4 separate regions of the Mus musculus genome follow, and regions 2, 3 and 4 are each linked to region 1. Evidence: chromatin contacts called from public Hi-C and HiChIP or PLAC-seq data. All regions are on one chromosome and are shown on one strand. The core of a region is the stretch at or near the end of the contact, and the rest is flanking DNA. Distances in the headings are between cores, read along the strand shown.

What was found. Hi-C and Micro-C count contacts between places; a contact is called where the count stands out from the background. HiChIP or PLAC-seq counts read pairs in DNA pulled down with a chosen protein or histone mark.
Region 2: a contact with region 1 is called in a Hi-C map of bone marrow-derived macrophages, with 19 read pairs. The contact joins two enhancer-like sites. A contact is called at or near these places in 4 of 15 datasets of contacts at CTCF or cohesin (the NIH/3T3 cell line, large pre-B cells, pro-B cells and 1 more), 39 of 484 Hi-C or Micro-C datasets (B cells, the C2C12 cell line, the HL-1 cell line and 25 more), 1 of 115 datasets of contacts at active chromatin or transcription factors (astrocytes) and 2 of 9 other capture datasets (liver and macrophages).
Region 3: a contact with region 1 is called in an H3K4me3 HiChIP or PLAC-seq map of bone marrow-derived macrophages, with 4 times the contacts expected there. The contact joins two enhancer-like sites. A contact is called at or near these places in 1 of 15 datasets of contacts at CTCF or cohesin (large pre-B cells), 1 of 484 Hi-C or Micro-C datasets (bone marrow-derived macrophages) and 1 of 115 datasets of contacts at active chromatin or transcription factors (bone marrow-derived macrophages).
Region 4: a contact with region 1 is called in a Hi-C map of bone marrow-derived macrophages, with 34 read pairs. The contact joins two enhancer-like sites. A contact is called at or near these places in 1 of 15 datasets of contacts at CTCF or cohesin (large pre-B cells), 2 of 484 Hi-C or Micro-C datasets (bone marrow-derived macrophages and cortical neurons) and 2 of 9 other capture datasets (adipose tissue and liver).

Annotation. Positions count from the first base shown.
Region 1 is chr3:109,490,526-109,493,225 of GRCm38.p6, reverse strand. All of the region lies in intron 2 of Vav3 (vav 3 oncogene), which reads right to left. Among named protein-coding and RNA genes, the nearest start is that of Vav3, 150 kb to the right of the region's middle. Within about 2 kb of position 1,450, at least 6 of the 459 cell types and tissues checked have an H3K27ac peak or open chromatin away from gene starts, as enhancers often do. A contact at or near this core is called in bone marrow-derived macrophages, where this site is marked.
Region 2 is chr3:109,061,838-109,064,537 of GRCm38.p6, reverse strand. Gm36778 (a long non-coding RNA gene) reads right to left here. Exons shown (of 4, transcript XR_375965.2): 3 at 351-500. Among named protein-coding and RNA genes, the nearest start is that of Gm36778, 7.5 kb to the right of the region's middle. Within about 2 kb of position 1,342, at least 4 of the 459 cell types and tissues checked have an H3K27ac peak or open chromatin away from gene starts, as enhancers often do. A contact at or near this core is called in bone marrow-derived macrophages, where this site is marked.
Region 3 is chr3:108,996,576-108,999,275 of GRCm38.p6, reverse strand. Fam102b (family with sequence similarity 102, member B) reads left to right here. Exons shown (of 11, transcript NM_001163567.1): 3 at 2,212-2,241. Among named protein-coding and RNA genes, the nearest start is that of Gm43221, 2.8 kb to the left of the region's middle. Within about 2 kb of position 1,310, at least 80 of the 459 cell types and tissues checked have an H3K27ac peak or open chromatin away from gene starts, as enhancers often do. A contact at or near this core is called in bone marrow-derived macrophages, where this site is marked.
Region 4 is chr3:109,215,092-109,217,791 of GRCm38.p6, reverse strand. No RefSeq gene overlaps it. Among named protein-coding and RNA genes, the nearest start is that of Slc25a24, 93 kb to the right of the region's middle. Within about 2 kb of position 1,256, at least 9 of the 459 cell types and tissues checked have an H3K27ac peak or open chromatin away from gene starts, as enhancers often do. A contact at or near this core is called in bone marrow-derived macrophages, where this site is marked.

The DNA of each region.
Region 1 (2,700 bases), core at 201-2,700:
CTAAAAGAAATTGCTTAGTGCTTTCAAGAACTTTTCTGCTCTAAATTACTTTCGATTATGTATTTCAGTACCTAAGTCCAAGCGTGCTCTGCTGACAGTTTTAGCATCTGTATTTAGTAATCTCACTCCTCTTTCATTTCAATCGTTTGGCAGAAACTCACTGAGGAAACCATCTAGATCCAGAATTCATTTTCTCATTAACTGCATTTTTTTAATGATAAACATGATGGCTCAAACTCTCAAAATCAAGCGCAGCAAAGGAGGATCTGCTATGTGATTCTTTTTGAGTAAGAACGGCAATGGGGGAAGATGCATCTGTCTGGATTGAGGTAGTGTCCTCTAAAAAGCCTCAGCCCCAGGACAGAAGCGTGAGCAAGGATCTCCATCCCTCAAATGAGCCTCTGCGGGGTACCAGTCCCATAAATGGGGTCTCCAAACTCCTGGCTCAGGAGGGAGCCCATTGGGAGCCTTGTTCACTCAGGTGAACCCACCTCTATAAAACATAAATAAGAACAGCTAATTAACTTCCGCGTTAAGTTATTGGCGGGGGTGGGGTGAGAATGTCCATCAAATGTTTGTGAAGTTTTATTATAGAAAATAAAATTAACTACATGGGAAATTGTAATTACATATTGACTATAAATAGCAATCTCCTGTGAATTCTTGGATTCTTGAAAATTGTGAAAAGAATAGGCGTGGCATGGTAGCATTAAAAAAAATGAAGTAGAGTAGACACACATCAGTCGGTTCTGTCTAAACACTCCACAGTGCACAGTTAGCTCAAAACAGCATGTTCTACATGACATGTATATAGACTTGTTAACTTAAAAATAAACCAAACACGGCTTCATCATTTTTAACAAGAGCATAAGGACAGAGGGGATGCTTTTAATGGTTCCTAGGGGTAAAGTGAAGCAAGCGACCTGGAGACCAGGGGAGCAAAGCTAGTGGCTCCAAAACTCTGCGGTTTAACCCTAACCTCCTGCTGAAACACTAGGAAATAAAAATTACTGATATTTGAAGATGCCAAAATTATGTGTTTCTAAGTGAAAAGTCTAGTTTTTTAAAAACATCTGGAATAAGTAGTCCTCAGACCTCTGGCTAAAGTAGGGTTTGAGACACACACCATTGGGATGAGTCAGTGCTACAGAACCCCAGAGAACACCCTGCTTCTGGTTGTGTTGTATGCTGTGGTCTTAGGCCCTCTTAGCAAGAAAAACAACACAGCAATAAAATATTATTCCTGCTACTTTAATGTGCATCTTAATGGCAATTTATTTTGTTCTTTGGAGATAATTGTATGACAACTGTTGATTTACAAAATACTTCACTTTCTGTCTTTGATCTGTCAACACTGAGAATAACTACAGTCTTTCCCCGCCCATGTCCCTTTCCCCCTGGAGCTGGAAAACCCAGATGACAGAAATCATACAGCTTGACTTGTCATGTAAACATGCACCACTAGAGGGAGCCAAACGATAGTCTATTACCTTAGGTCTGCTTTAAGCATTACCTTTAATCATGCTTTGAAAATTTGGTTTAAGCAACTCCTATGATTTAATGGTGGTCATTTATTATATTCAATACTAGAAGATAATACAGCTAAATTCATGGGACAGAAGGGTGGGAAGACTGCATGGTGATCTTACAATGAGTAGCTGCAAGACCCTTCACTTTTATGTCTGTTCTCTTCATCATTCTAATACTAATACTAAATTTAGTCAAAACAAATAAAGGCTGCTTGGTCAATGTGGTATTTTTAGAACAACATCTATTCTATAAAGACGATGTTTACAGACTGTGAACAGACAAAGACACAGATCAATGCCAGATCCTCAAATCCCCTCTATGAATTCCCTGCCCTTCTGAAGCATACAGACAAGAATATTTATAAAATAAAATAAAACAACAACAACAAAAAAAATACCGAAAGACACTAAAAAGCCTATGTTCCATGAAATATGTTGATTTTTAAATGGATACTTCAAAACAAGAGATTGTGGACGTCAGTTTCCAGAAAGGTGGGTAAGGCAGTAAGGACTTAGCAACAGCGAGCTACTGTGACTCCCCGTCCTGACCAACCTTTCCTGCCCACATCCTCTATCCCCACGGGAAAGGAAACACGTGTGTAAAGAAGTCAAGATTTTATTTGGGCTGACATTAATTAGACCTACTGTGTGAGGAAGGTGAGAGAAGTAGGCACGGCTTCTCATTACCACTTTAAACTGGAGATTGCATCCCAGAAGCAACAGGGTCAGTGAGAACATAGGCGAGCAGAGAACAGGGCTAATGAATGGCATTAGTGAAAGGGTGAACAGAGGGGACAGGAAGCCATGGGGAGCAGACAATAGCCAAAAGTCAGTCACACAGGGATTTTCTCAATGGTCCAAGAGTGCTCTGAGACAGCCACGGTGAGACCATAAGAGGTGAGATGTCCTTGGGCGCCCTGGCTGACCACCATGCGGGCTCAGGAGGGACAGCAGGCTCAGACTAGGTAATGAAGGAGTGTCCACTCAGATGCACAACTGGAAACCAGAGATCAAAGCACCAGGCAGCTCTGCTCAAGTGTCACCAGAGTTCCACAAGGCAGCTGGAGCCCAAGGTGCCTTCTCTCTGTGTTCTGCTCCCATCCCAACCTGAATCTCATGTGTCCTCTCTTAGACGGTGGCTATAGTCCTGTCCTGGCACTTATCAGTTCTA
Region 2 (2,700 bases), core at 93-2,592, 430 kb after region 1:
TAGAAGATAGAAATGATTCCAGTGGCTTCTATTCTTTCAGAGAAGAATAAAGTACAGAAAAGAACATCAGAAGGATGGAAATCAAGGACCAGAAGTTTGAAGACAGAAGAATCCAGAGGCAGTTATTATGCAGAGTGAGAAGGCTATGGTACAAAAGAAACCAGGTAAAATTCCAGCCACTGGGAGCACTAATTTGTGGTAGTGGACTGATAGGTCATCGGTTTTCAGAACACTAAGTAGCTCAGATTTGAGCATGTGCCCATCAGTATATAGAGGTCATGGACCACTATACCAGGAGCTTCTGTCAGAAATGCGAGTGCCGGCTCCACGTTGCTGTGAGATGCACTCACCCTAGTCTACTCCATGGAGGTTCTGCGCCTACTTGTTCTACTTGGATCACGTGATGGAACCGTACATCAGTTGTTTGTCCGATCAGCCACGTGACCAGTATGTAGTCCAGCCTGTACAGGTGATGTATTTGGATTGTCGTCGTCATTCGCCTACAGACTCAAAACATAATCATTTTAAAGCACCTTGGGAGTGTGTAGAGTGTAACTATCATAGCTTTATGATCCTGATGATGCTTTTTTTTAAAATATAAAAGATGGATCTTCTGTGTTACAATCACAAAATTAAAACCAGTACTTAAAAGTGGAGAAGTATTAAAATAATATGGACAAATAGAAACAAAAGGGACAGTACATCAGGAGGACACAGGACCATGGTGACAACGGAAGGGTCACTTCAGCCCTAGACCTGAACAAATGGCCGTGTGACAGATAGGCTCAGACTTTAAACCCCTGGTATTTTCTGTCTCCCATGGATGAACCCAAATATAACCAAGAAAAATCTCCATTATTAATACACACCCCTCCAGAATGACAGAAAAGCACAAAAGTTAGATTACAGTCAATGTGACTGTTAATTACAAATGTGAAATTGCTCAAATAACTATAGTGTTTTTAATGGAATTAGTATGTCATAAATATGTTTCATTGACTTTTATGAATGCATAAACAGCTTTTGATGGAAAATGAGAACAATAAGTTGAGAAATTGCCTCAGAATTTAATTAATCTGGCTTTTAAAAAAAAGCACTATATAAGCAGAATGCTGTTGATAGGTATAAGAAGAATAAACAAGGGCCCCTAACATTATGGAGACAACAGAGATGCTATTTTGTGTATGCTTCGTTGAAGTATTATTTATTTTGTTTGTGAACAGATTCTATAGATTTAGCAAATGAACAATCTTGTTTTTTAATTTTATTGCACTGTGGAAACAATTTAGGGCCGAGTAGACTAGGTGTAATTTTGTATCTTGGACACCAGAGGGCACCAAAGCAACAGAACGACAACTTAAGGATTCCTCTGTGGGCCACCACAGACGTTTTTCTATAACTATAATTCATTCAATGACTTTCCCCTCAGAATCAATGGCATAGCTTAGCTATAACTATAGAAAGTATGTAAAGCTGTTCTGATTAAGATGCACCCACGATTTGCCAACGTAAATTTTAAAGTAATTTTTATTATTGTTTTATTAATTTTTTAATATTTTCTCTCTATGTTGTAATATCATGAAAATTGATCCAACCAAGAAAATGCATTGATCAGTTTTCTCACAAATGTGATAGTTTATTCGTTTTACTGCCATCTTTCCAAGTTAATGATCAAGTTAAAGCCAGAGTTAGGAACATCAAGCCAACTACAGTGGCTGAAAGACTAAAATCCCCAGGTTTTTTCTCTGTGAGCAGTGGATCTCCACAACGTGGAAAGTGATAAGCCTTACTTGTATAGGTTCCTTTGGCTGTCTTTCATACAGAGAATACCCACATGGTCTTAAGGTTTCATCTGTAGCAAAGTGCTGTGTGTTAACCGATTGTACTGAGGGAGAAAAAAGAAGCTTTCCTTCTGTCGTTTAAACTTGTTGTGCAAGCCCCGCTCTCGTTCACCGTCACTTGGGAAGTGTGTCTACTGCGGTCATTTGTGGTGTACCCAGTTGACCCTGAGTTTATGGATATTCAGAGAAAGAGTTGGGGTTTTTTGTTTTGTTTTGTTTTTTTGTTATTGTTTGGTTTTTTGGTTTGGGTTTGGGTTTTTGGGGTTTTTTGGTTTGGTTTGGGGGTGGGGGGTTGTTTAAGTTTGAGCTAAGGCAGTTTTCTCAGGCTGCTACAGTAAATTACCAGAAACAGGTGATTTAAGACAACAGAAATGTACTCTGAGTTCGGGAGGCCAGAAGATCAAAATCTAAGCAGTGGGGGTGTGGGGGAGAGGGACTTGTAAGGGTGGGACTTGGGGCGGAGCTGTGATTGGGATATAAAGAGAATTTTTTTAAATGTCATTGAAAAAAAAATCAAGGCAATCAGAATCTCTGAGGGAGAATGTCACCCCAGACTTTCTGGTTTCCCACAGTTGAGGTAAATTCTGGCTGCCCTTGGGTTATAGCTGCCTTACTCTGAGCTTTGCCTCCGGTGCCCTGTGTGTCGCTCTCCTCTGAAGACCTCTGAATACTTTCATCGCTGGATTTAGCGCTCATACAAATACACTGCCACCTCATCCTAATTACTCCTTCGAAGCCCTATTTTCAGATAAGATTAAATCCTAGGGTTTCAGGTAGACATGAATATTGAGGAAACTCATTATTTAGTCCAGCACAAGAAGTAAGACTCTTTTTATCCCTCTGAAGAAATAATGAAAGA
Region 3 (2,700 bases), core at 61-2,560, 490 kb after region 1:
GCCACCATCCCTGATTCATTTGGGAAATTTTAATAGGACAAGCAGTTATAACAGTGGTTCTCAACCTGTGGGTCATGACCCCTTTGGTGGGGATCAAATGCTGCTTTCACAGGGATTGCAAATCAGATATTCACATTACAGTTTATAACAGTGGTAAAATTAATGTTATGAAGTTGCAATGAGCTTTATTTGTTTGGTTGGGTTTTTGGTTGGGGGGGGGTTGTTTGTTTTTGGTTTTGAGGCAGGGTTTTTCTCTGTATGATACTCAAACTCCTGGAGTCCTGAAACTCTGTAGATCAGGCTGGCCTTGAACTCAGAGATCTACCTGACTATGCCTCCCAAGTGCCAGAATTAAAGGCATGCTCCACCACACCCAATGCAATGAAATAATTTATATAGTGGAGATCACTACACAAGGAACTTATTAAAAGGTCACAACACTGTTGCAGGAAATACTAGAAAAGCACCATCCAGTGCTATCCCTGGCTACTCTCCACCCTGGCGACCTCACTGCCCCCATGGCTAACCCCGTGCAGCGCCCGCCCATCTTGCGGTTCTCTTGCTGCAGATTCTGTTCACATTCCCAGCCATCCACCCCCTTTGGTCTTCAGTCCTAAATCCCAGTAACCCAGTAAAGTCAAAACTCTAGAGGCTTGTGATTTATAAGTCAGATTTATGTCATAACTCTCACCCCATGAAACGCCCACACAATGAACTCAGAGCCAATTGATATTGAACTAAACTGTCCACCTGGATTGGACAAATTGTCCTGTAATTATCCATCTCTTATATGATATTCATAGCTACCTGTAGCTATTTAAAGCCACATGGAATCTGGATCGTCTTTCTCTTCCTCCATCTTCCTTCATTCTCTCTGTCCTCTCTCTCCTGTCTCTAAAAATCTCTGTACTCCTTCCTTTTCCAATCACAGGCTTCTTGTTGTATTAATATTTAAACCAATTGAGGGAAATTCTGCTACACACCATTCATAAAGCTGAGAACCACTGTTTCATAAGATCATGCTGCTGTTTTGGTGGTGAATGAATTGGTTTTAATATCTCAAAGTAGAAATGCTTAGGTTCGGGGAAAGCAGTTTTTTACAGACATAGTCCATTATTTGGCACAACCGGATACCCAACTAAAAGTACAGGTTTCTATTGCATGGAGAGTGAGAGCAAATAACCAAGGTACAGCTAGCAATCTTTCTGTAGAAGCTACAGAAAGGAGGAAAGGAGAGGCAGGAGGAACAGCAGCCAGGGAAGCAGTAGATGTGGTATCGGGAGGTGTGGCATGGGGGTGTGGCATCATGGCATCAGGAAGGTCATTGGTCAAGCCGTCACTTGTGTAAGAGACTAAGATAAAAGCAGGGAGCTTTTAGCTTCTGCAAAATGAAGATCCTGAGCTACTAGAGAGGGAAAATGAGGTCAAATCCAGCTGAAGAGGGTTGACGAGAGTCAGGCAGAGGTTTAAGACTTTTGAGTTTTGACCATACATGACAGCACTGAAAATAAGCAAGTCGAGGAGCCATGGAACACCTAGAGGATGTTTCCTTTTGTTTGTTTAAGAATGGCACCATTAAAGGATGTGGGAATGACCCGATACTGAAAAAATGCCGATAGCACATTGGACTAGAAACAGTGGCAGGAAAGGGAAGAGTGACAGACGGTCCTAAGTAATGCCAGAGCTCGCTGCGGCCCGTCTGGGGTTCTCTAAATTCAATGTGTAAAAGATAGGCATGCTAGATAGTGTGTCAGTCACAAAAGGGAAGTGACAACTCTCCAGTAAACACGCTCTCAAAGTGGCTTTGGAGAAAGGAAGCTTTCTGTGGTAACAGAGGCAACAGTGCACAGTGTACTGGGCTTTGCTCCGAGTGCTTTACACTTGGCCCTCACAGCTGTGTGGCCAACGGTCCCACCATCCAGGAAGCTGAAGTGAGTCACTTGAGGTCCAGGAGTTCAAGGTCCGTCCGTGCAGCATACAGAGACTCCACATCAAAAACCAAATGAATAAAGTTACAAGCAAAGAGAAATTTTTGGTCATTTTTAAGATATTATTATTGATTTGAATAGCCAGGTTGAAAATAGTTCTATGTATATTGCCTGTGATATTTACTAGCATATAAATGTCTACTTAGGACTTGTTTGACACACATTTAGTCTTAAATTCTTCATTCTATAGTGACCTCACTTACAGTGCGTTCTGTGTTTGCAGGAATTAAAAGGTGGGAAAGCGTATGCAAAGGTAAGTAAATGTTCTTTAACTCTCTTTGAAGTTCATAATGTTGTTATTGCAAGCTATGGGTTTTTAATTGCTACTCAAGCGTGGCTCATTTTAAGTTCAGCACACTAGAGACTGAATAATTGGATCTAACACACTATTAGAATATTCTTTCTGGGGACTGGAGAAATGGCTCAGTGGTTAGGAACACTGCCAGTTCTCCAAAGGACCCAGGTTGGTTCTGTTCCCAGGACCCGAATGTGACTAGAACACTCTCTGTAACTCCGGTTCCAGAGGCCCCAACCCCTCTTCAGGCCTTGCATGCACATGGTGCCCAGACATACATGCAGGCAAAATGCCCATACTCATAATAAAAATAAATGAATTTTTTTTAAAAGGAGTATTTTGGGAGCTAATTGTGGGCTGGTACCCTTTAGTATTAGCCTCCCTACTAGACAATGTTCTCTGGTTTTCTTGAAATCG
Region 4 (2,700 bases), core at 7-2,506, 280 kb after region 1:
CCCTGGATATGGCAGTCTCTAGATGGACCATCCTTTTGTCTCAGCTCCAAACTTTGTCTCTGTAACTCCTTCCATGGGTGATTGTTTCCAATTCTAAGAATGAGCAAAGTGTCCACACTTTGGTCTTCGTTCTTCTTCAGTTTCATATGTTTTACATATTGTACCTTATATCTCGCTATACTAAGTTTCTGGGTTAATATCCACTTATCAGTGAATACATTTCATTTGAGACAGTTACAAAGTGTGATGGTTTGTATATCCTTGGACCAGGGAGTGGCACCATCTGAAGGTATGGCCTTGTTGGAATAGGTGTGACATGGTTGGAATGGGTGTGTCACTGTAGGTGTGGGTATAAGATCCTCACTCTAGTTGCCTGGAAGTCAGTCTTCCACTAGCAGCCTTTGGATGAAGACATAGAACTCTCAGCTCCTCCTGCGCCATGCCTGCCTGGACTGCCATGCTCCCACCTTGATGATAATGGACTGAACCTCTGAACCTGTAAGCCAGCCCCAATTAAATGTTTTTCTGTTTGTTTGTTTGTTTGTTTGTTTGTTTATAAGACTTGCCTTGGTCATGGTGTCTGTTCACAGTCATAAAACTCTAACTAAAACACAAAGTATTAGTGAAATAATTTTATGCTTGGGAGTCACTGTGGTGAACAACATGAACAACATGAGGTGCTGTATTAAATGGTCATTGAATTGAGAAGATTAAGACCCACTGCTCTAGATCTTGTAGCCTTCTTAAGCATTATTCTGCCTTATGAGGTCCCTGATGCCAAGAGCAGGTGCCATTAATACCCACCAAAATAGCATCCATCCCTCTTGTCAGCATCAGCAAAGCAATCCCCCATGCCAACAACTCTATGCTCATTTGTACTTTATTCACTTGACTGCATATTAGGGGTCCCTGAGGAACTTTGACAACCATGAGTGCTCATGTGCTATCCACAGAGGCTCAGATAGAGTCAGACTGGCTAGGACTAGCATGGCACTTTAAGAAAGCAAACAACAAAAATCCTCACGTGCCATCGAGACTGAAAACACTGAGCAAATACAGTATGCCTATCCATTAAACACATTTTCTCTCTCAAGCCACTATGGTTTAAATGTAAACTAGTCCCCACAAGCTGTTGTGTTTAAACACTGGTGGTGATGCTGTTCAGAGAACTAATGGAATCTTCAGAGATGGATCCTCAATAAAGGAAGTAGGTCACTGGAAGATTGTGAAATTTATAGCCAGCCCACTTCCTGACAGCCTGTGCTTCCAGGAAATGCCAAAATTATACAAACAGTTTCTACCAACTGGCAGCCACTGTGACTCCCCCTCCATGAAATTGTGAGCTAAAATAAATCTTTCTTCCCCTAAGCTACTTCTTGTCTGGAATTTGGTTACAGCAAAGAGACAAGCAAGCACCTGGGAATTCTGGGTCAGTAAATGTCTCCTCTAGTCGTGGCCCACCAATACTCTGGGTTGTTAACATAGGCATCTGCTATTCAATGTTGAATGAATGAGTGATCTCAGATTCCCTTAAGATGTTCAACTTCGGAAAAAGACAGATCTCTCCTTTTCATCCTTCACAATGAGCACTGGATTTATCTTCATGTTCATTGCTACCTGACAGACATGAAATGCCTCCTCAGACTGTTTCTGCCTACTGGCTTCCACTTAGCTTAGCGGGTAACTGGTTCCCTCAGCCAGTCAAGCCACTTGCAAGTCCACATTCAACCTTTATTACCACTCAGGATGTCTTTCTTTAGATCCCCTCCCCACAATCCCTTTTCACCCATCTTCTGCAGCTTGTACTCTCCCCACTCACTTCCTTCCATCTCTTTCTTTCACAGCTGCACCTTTAGACACACTTTCATTCCCAAGCATCATTTTGTCATCTCCTGTCTACTCCTCAACCCACAGCATTCTACTTCCTCACCAATGTGTCACTGGCTTTACCTTACCTGGGGATATCTCTAACCTTTGACTATTGTCATACTTCCTAGTGTAACTTTCTTGAAGTCATTTCCTCTCTCAGCCACACCCCCACAGTTGGCCTCTCATGCCACTAGCCACTGTTTTTCAGTGTCCCCTGCAGACTCCTCCCCTGCCACCAGACTTAAATTGTGTCAGGCTCTAAGGCTCCAGTCTGTTCCCTTGGTTGCATTTAAACTGTTGTAATCCCGCTTATTGCTTCAAGTATTGTTTTTAAGCAGATAATTTCCAAAACTACGTCTTCATCCCAGATCTTTATCCTGAGGTATCAGGTGAATTTAATATGTCATAGTCCTCTCAAATCAAATACATTCAAGATATAACCAGTTGTCTTCTGCATAGTTATCTGACTCGGGGTCCAACCTGTGACTTTAAGAACTCCTGATAGGCTAGGAAAGTGATTCAGGGAACAACATGCTTACCCTGCAAGCGAGAACCAGAGTTCTGATCTGCAGAACCTACAGAAAAGCTGGGAAGTCAGAGTAGTCTTCTGTAATCCCAGGACTGAAGAGCCTAAAGCAAGGTGTCTCCAGGGCAAGCTGGCTAGCTAGACTGCAAAAATTGGTGAGCCTTGCATTCAGCAACATGCCCTGCCTCATTGAACAAAGTAGAGAGAGATCAAGGAAGACCATCCAGGATCAACTTCATGGCTGCACATGCACTCCATGCAAACACACATGTTGTAGATGGGCCTGGTGCTGTTCTTGTGAACCA